2 separate regions of the Zea mays genome follow, and region 1 is linked to region 2. The links are chromatin contacts, called in public Hi-C maps. All regions are on one chromosome and are shown on one strand. Each heading gives the region's core, a stretch centred on a gene start, on an enhancer-like site or on the middle of the called end of the contact. The rest is flanking DNA. Distances are from core to core; before and after follow the strand shown. Region 1 holds the start of LOC100304293. Region 2 holds the start of LOC100277965.

Region 1 (3,395 bases), core at 815-3,314, 720 kb before region 2:
TTTTCTCGGTTCAGCTTTCAGTGTCATGAACATGTTCGTGTTCAGATTTAAACCCGTACGTCACTCTGCCCGAATTTAACTGATGCATAACATAACCGCTATGCATGAACAGTAGCCCCTACAGCATTTGCGTTTTCATATTCCGTCTGCTTTGAGATATAGATATTACTGTTCTCGATGCTTTTTCCAGCAATTTTCCAGGACTTGCTACAAACCTTTGAGCTAGCCTTTTGGGTCCGTTCTGTTGCTTTTCTGGAGTAATGACCTGGCAATTGCTCTGGTAAATTCAGGGAGTGTCTTCTGTTGAACATCTTCTCTCTGTCGGCGGCCTGCATGATAAAAAAAAAAGTCATTACAGTAAGTAAACTGGAGAAATGCCTATGCAGGATATATATATATATACATACAGCAAGATAGGTCCGATTAATTTACTCACAGGCTTGCAGTAGGAGAACCGTGGCGACATGTCCAGTGCGCCATCATGTGGCTTCAGAATGCTAAGATGACAAGCAGTAAATGATTAGAACAGTTTTTTTCCATCTTGATATGCTGGCGCAAATCAGCTGAAAGTCGCCCTAGGCCTTGCTGACATTAGAACAAAAAAAAAACTCTGCACGAAAACTATTTTTACAGCCAGTGTGAGTTCGATCCATGCATGCTGGCAGCCTGGCACCATTGTCAACCGGTGTTCATGAGGATGGTCTCCGGGCAGTGGACTACACTACAGCTAGCGGGTACTGTACTTGTGGCCCAAAGGAATTCGATGCGGCGTGAAGAGGACGGTTGAATTGTACAGCAGGAAGTTAATAGGCTGCCGAACTGAAACAATGCAAAAAATCGCTGCGTGTAGAGGACGGGAGAGGAAAAAAATAAATCTCCATTCAGGTTTCACAGCGTTTGAGAGCTGAGAGGGCGCGTGCGAGAGAAAGTACAGCGCGCGAACTAACCTCCGTGAAGAGTACCGGCGCTGGAGACTGCAAGTCGACTGAACCGACCTCGGCGTGCCGGCGCAGGACGCCGTCTCCGAGAGCACCCTTGACCTCGACTCCCTCTCCATCGCCGACCGAGACCTAGAACCTGCGTCCAGGCGCCACAGCCTTTTTCAGTCCATGGCCAAGAAGAGTAGCATGTGCAACGGAAGCGATCCCCACACAGCTAGCGATGCACCGGATCAATCTCCCAGCGACCTTGTCGGTTGGGTTAGCAAGCATTACTGTAGCGGCGGTAGAGTATCTGGCGGCAGGAGCAGGGTCGCCATGCCCATACCTTGAGCTGTTACTGCCGGGAAGAGCGAGCTGTCTGTCCATGTGCGGCGGAGAGCAACAAAGGCGCCGTGGCTCAGCTTTCTCCGGGGGAGCTCAACTGCTGCTCCAGGCTCCGGCTGTTCGAAGAAGTGAGCTCCCTCACTCAGCTCGCTCACGCAGAGGAAAAAGACCAAGTCTTTGTTTTCTTGGATATCGCCGACAGAACAGGATCAGTAGCCAAGAACAAGAGGGAGGAGACGACAGGCTAGCTAGCTGCTGCTCGAAAATTCACAATGGCGCTCGTATAAGGACGAGGCCGAGAGGTAGGAGGAGGAGAAATAGCCCGCGAGGCGAAAGAGGCACAGGAAAGCTGGTGGCGCGGCAGCCGCCGCCGCCGCCAAAACAAATGGGAATGGAAAAGACGGGCAGGGAAAGCAAGGGCGGGTATTAAAAGGGAGGGAGGAGGAAGAAAGAGGAATCAATTAATCGGACAGTGGGCATCAATCCTCGTTGTCCCACCGCTGTTAATTCTTTAACCGGAGGAACAGGGAAAGGCTAGCGGCCTACTCCATCTCCCCCCAAATCAACCACTGCAATCTAATCACCACTGGTAGTGGTAATGATAACAGCGGATAGTCTGGCTGTATGTATCAGTAGCAGCAGATAATCTGGCCGGATCAGTAGCAGCGTCACAAGCAGGCAGGCAGGCAGGCACCAAATCTTGTTTTGTATTTGTGGCAAAGGATATGTGAGGATGGATGGATGGATCATGGAGTATTGTTAGGTGGGGGAGCAGGGAGGGCAGGTGGGATTTGGTTACTGGCTTCTCATGTTGCTGCTTTGGGGGAAGTAGCGTTGCCAGGGTTCATGACCAAGAAGATCACCATTCTTGGTCAATCACCGATTCACCTACACAGCATTAGGCTCTGCCATTTACCAGTACGCTCTGTGTACGTTGGTTCTCTTGTTCGTGGAACTGGAACCAGGCCAAAACACACAAAAAGGGTTTTTGGTTGCTTAAAGATCTGGGTGAACATGTCCGATTCTTTGACACTGCAAAGAGGGGCAAACAGTTGCACCTTTCTGTGGAGCAGACGCAACGCGGCTCGGGTTGAGTGAGCCAGCCAGCCCTGGCGGCGGGTGGTCAAACCGAACCGACGGTGCCTTGCACCAAGAGCAGTCCAACGCTGGTCGGCTGGTGGCGCCTTGCTCCTTCCCGTGACCCTCTCCCCCCCTGTCCAAAAGAGAAAGAGAGAGAAGACAGAAGAGATCGGCCTCTGAACTCCTCCGCTCTGATGCAACATCTCATCGTCTCCTCCTCCTCCTCCCCTCCCTTGTCCTGCAGGCCTGTGATCTGATCTCCGCAATAATGCAGGGTGAGAAAAAAAAAACGAGCACAGTTGTAAAGGAGGACCTCATCACCCACCGCCGAGGCGAGGCGAGCACCGGGTCACTGTCGTCTACCGCGACGTGCGTGCCAAGGAGCCAACAAGCCCGGCCGGGGAGATTCGGCGTGCGTTCCGTGCACGCACGCACGCACTCGCGAGTCGCGAGGCAGGCAAGCGGACAAACAGCGGCATGCGATTCCGCGCTGTGCCTGCCACACGAACAGACGTACGTCTGTGAGTCCCACCACACTGTATCGCACGCGTCGCAGCAACTCGCAGCGCATCAGATTTTACTACTAGTGCTGCTGCTACGGCAGGCCATGGCCATCATTCGCCGTTGATTTAATAATGATGAAAGGATGGGTTCGCGGCCGAAGATGAAGATCGGAGTGACAGGGGGATTGGGGGGGGGGGGGGGCGAGATCCGAGATGGGGGTCCGTCCAAGTAGCCAAGCTCCGATGGCGACGAATCCGCGCTCGTAATTTTTTATATGCCAGCCCGACCCCGCGAGTAAACAAACACGGCCAAGAATATAGATGTCCAATAAGCACGAGGCCCGCGAGCCCAGCACGAAGCCCGCTTTTTGGGCCCGGTCCGAGCCTGGCACGGCCCGGTTATATACGGGCCCGGGCCGGCCCGGCACGAATAAGCGGGCCGGGCTCGGACAGGAAATTAGGCACGGTGGGCTAGCCCGGCACGGCCCGTTTAGCTCTAAGCCCGTTAAGCCCGCTTTTTTTACACTAAAACGTACTTTTCGGCCCG
Region 2 (3,526 bases), core at 847-3,346:
CGCCTTCACCTCCGGCCCGGCGCTCCGCCTCTCGTACCGCCCCAACGAACCGCTCCAGCCCTTTGCCCTCTCCATCCGCACGGGGCTGGGGCCGCTGGGGTCCCCTGTCCGAGCCCCCTTCGCCCTCGCCGCCGAATTCAACCTCACCTCCTCGAACCCGCCCGCCTTCTCGCTCGTTTTCAAGCCCCGGATCGGAGACTTCGCCGTCGCCAGCTCCGTCCGCTCCCCGCCGCCGCCGCCGCCCGCATCAACTCTGCCCCCGCTGTCGGTCAAGATGTCCGACCTCGTCACCAACGGCGACGACCACGACCGCAAAGCGCACGGTAACGGGTTCTCCTTCTCTGGGAATGGGTTCGCGGCGAACGTGGCGGCCGCCGCCGGGACCGGCGGCGGCGGCGTGGGCGCGCTGCTGTCCAGGATGCGGCTCACGACCAGGAGTGTGCTGCCACTGTGGAGTAAGGCGAGCCTGCGGTTCCAGTGGGGGCTGCGCGTGCCGCCGGAGATCAAGGCCGCGCTCGCAGACGACGGGTACGGGCGCAAGGCTGGGAGCCTCGCCATCAGCAAGCTGCCGCTGCTGGTGATGAACAAGATCACCATCGAGCACACGCCCAAGGTGCCTTCGCAGTCTGAAACGGATAAGAAGAGGAAGAAAGATGCCCCACCAGCAGCCGAGGGCGAGGTGTTCTCACTAATGAAGAGGCAATTGGAGGAGCTGAATGCTGAGAGCACCATGCTGCGTCTGGCAGTCGAGGACTTGCGTGCAGAGGTTGGAGCCAGCAAAGGCGATGGACGTAAGCTGCCAGCAACAGTGCCACATCCACAGCGTTCATTCGTGTCGAAACCAGATCACCATTTTCACAGCGATGCTAAGGATTTGGGAGACAGTGGGACGAAACCGGCCTCCAATGATGCAAGTGAGGGGTTGAAGAAGGCGCTGGAGGCCAGACGAAAGTAGGAAACACCTAGATAGGGGGGCCATAGGGCTTGCTGACACTGCAAGCGCTACAATATGATATGGCTGCTGACGGCTGTGTCAAGTTTTGTGCTTAATAATAATGCTTCCTCAATGGAGAAGATTGGTAAGGGCTGTGAGGTAGCCATTTTCCATAGGTGATGTAGTAGTTTTGCCTATATTCTATTTCCATTGTTTGTGTTAGGATATTATCCGTTCTGTATAAATCCGCAACTTGCGATCTAAAATGAATGAAGGATTAGTTTTTTTTATCGGGGGCCACCTTTGAAGGATGCAGCATTACTCTCAGCGACATTTCTGTATGTGCAATTGTTCCTTTGAATCGAGCGTTGAGCGTTGTTGATGCTCGAAAGTTGCATATATCTTAAGGGACTTGGTTGATAAAATAAAAACCACGGCTTTCTGAAATGTTAATGGTCTGCCATGGCCACCGACATGCTCCAATAGAACTTTGAATTGTTTCAATGATACCCTTTCGAAAATCCTATGTTAAATTAGGGCATTCAGGGCGACGATCGATGTTAGATTTGGGCACAAGGCACGAACTCGTACAACCTGAAACCGACAGATCAAGCTCATTCATCATTCAACCAAAACAGTTGACACTTTCCTTCCACCACATCAATTAAATAAGCCTCAGAAGATAGGCCACGAACTAGGGTCTGGTTTTTTAAGCTTCTTTCGCTAGAAACTTGTTTGCCACACACATAACAAAATATCTAAGAACTCATGAAACTAATTTTAAAAGCAGATTGCTTTTCAAATAAACAGGCAGCCTTGTAAACTTGTTAAAAACGATATTCTGCAATTGCTTACCAGAATATACCTTCCGGATCATGTTATTCCCATCGATTGAATTTTGGATGCTTTGGACTTGGTTTAGCTCCATCAGACGATCAGTTTTATTCCGGTGCCTAGTGCAGTCGTGTAGATTGTGCTTTGCCAGACAACGAGCGCACGCACACGTACGTACTAGCAAACAGCAAGCTGGTGCCTGGTGGTAGCTGACCACTGACCAGGGACAACACGGTCATTACACAAGAAATAGCCGTAGGTGGACCCACTCCGATGTTTTTACAGAAAAGCCCCTGGGCCAGGGTGCGCGCGGGGCGCGGCTGAATGGCTGATTTCCATGACCAGTGACCACCATGCCATCTTCTTTACCGATAAAAATCAATCCGGGCCGAGGAAGCAAAAGGCGACGGGGGAAAGCAACGGAGACGAGGGCAACGGACCAGGGCTGAGAGCCTAAGACCACCACACCTCCACTGCCTCACGGACGAGAACGCAGGAAGGATGGCGGACGGCACCGACGTGTCGCCGGAGTCGGAGGCGACGGCGGCAGCCGGGAAGAGCGGGGAGATCTGGGGAACGCTGGAGGAGCTGCTCCTGGCGTGCGCCGTGACGCGGCACGGCACGGCGAGCTGGGACTCGGTGGCCATGGAGGTGCAGACACGGATCCCCGTGGCGGCGCGGCCAGGCCTCACGCCGCACAGCTGCCGCCTCCGCTTCCGCCACCTCCACCGCCGCTTCTCCACCGTCGGCAGCGGCGGGGTCGAGGAGGCCGAGGAGGATCCCGACGCCTCCGCTGCCGAGGGATGGGTGGACGAGCTCCGGCGGCTGCGCGTCGCCGAGCTCCGTCGCGACGTCGAGCGATGCGATCTCTCTATCGGGTAAGGGATCCGGTGAGGAGAAATTTTCTAAAGTAGAAAAAAATACGTTTTGGACCCGTTTTCCTTACCGTTTGATGATGATCGTTCGGTGGGGATTTATTTAATGGGAGGCTAATCTCATTTTTTTTAAATTCGCGCAGGACGCTGCAGTCAAAAGTGAAACGGCTGAAAGCGGAGCGGGAGCAGAGAGCCTCCGGCGAGGCTGTGAGCGACCACGATCGCCTCTCAAGCGAGGAGCCCGGGTGCTCATGCAGGGAGTCGAACTCCACAGATCTGAAGCCGCCCAAACATCCCAGCCAGCTAGGCGACGGGTCTAAGGAGGAGAAGGTTGCGAAACAGGAAGCGTCCGTTGAGTCGGCGGTCGATTCCAAAGACAGCAGCGAAGTGCGGAGCTCGGCGAGCTTGTGCCGCCGCCGCCGTGGAAGCGGGAACGCTGAAGAGGAGGAGGCGGAGGCGGAGGCGTCCAAGTCCTCTCCGCTCACTTTCCTGCTCGACGCGGTCTTGGCCAAGCTCGGTTGCGTGCTGGACCGGTTACGCGAAAACGACAGCGAGGTAGGTGCCTCGGTAATTACTATAGTCGTGACTCCCACCCTGGCCTTCATTAACGGCTCTCCTTAGAAATGTTAAATGGCGTGACATGTGAATAGAAGCTAGTACCTGATTTGCGCGTACGGTTTGCCCGAGTAGGATGACTTCTGGTTGGGACCAATAGCACCGTAGAGGTTGTGAAGAAGCGCTTCAAAATATTCTGATTTACAAAATAACAAATAGTCCTATGACCTTATAATTTCTTACTTGATTCAAAGGTTTTTTGATAAAAACAATAGTTAATCTAATCGTATGAAAAAATTGTTTCTTAGTGTCGACAAGTATCCCTATG

Evidence for each region. Hi-C and Micro-C count contacts between places; a contact is called where the count stands out from the background.
Region 1: a Hi-C map of ear shows a contact between it and region 2, with 4 times the contacts expected there. The contact joins the promoter of LOC100304293 here to the promoter of LOC100277965 in region 2. A contact is called at or near these places in 3 of 25 Hi-C or Micro-C datasets (ear, endosperm and tassel).

The regions. Positions count from the first base shown.
Region 1 is chr7:139,469,414-139,472,808 of Zm-B73-REFERENCE-NAM-5.0, reverse strand. LOC100304293 reads right to left here and starts at 2,064. Exons shown (of 12, transcript NM_001165735.1): 1 at 1,267-2,064; 2 at 948-1,077; 3 at 437-497; 4 at 216-329. The coding sequence starts at 1,057.
Region 2 is chr7:138,751,029-138,754,554 of Zm-B73-REFERENCE-NAM-5.0, reverse strand. It overlaps LOC100277965, which reads left to right and starts at 2,096. Exons shown (of 3, transcript NM_001367301.1): 1 at 2,096-2,646; 2 at 2,787-3,198. The coding sequence starts at 2,270. LOC100277694 reads left to right here. Exons shown (of 1, transcript NM_001151196.2): 1 at 1-1,222. The coding sequence ends at 955.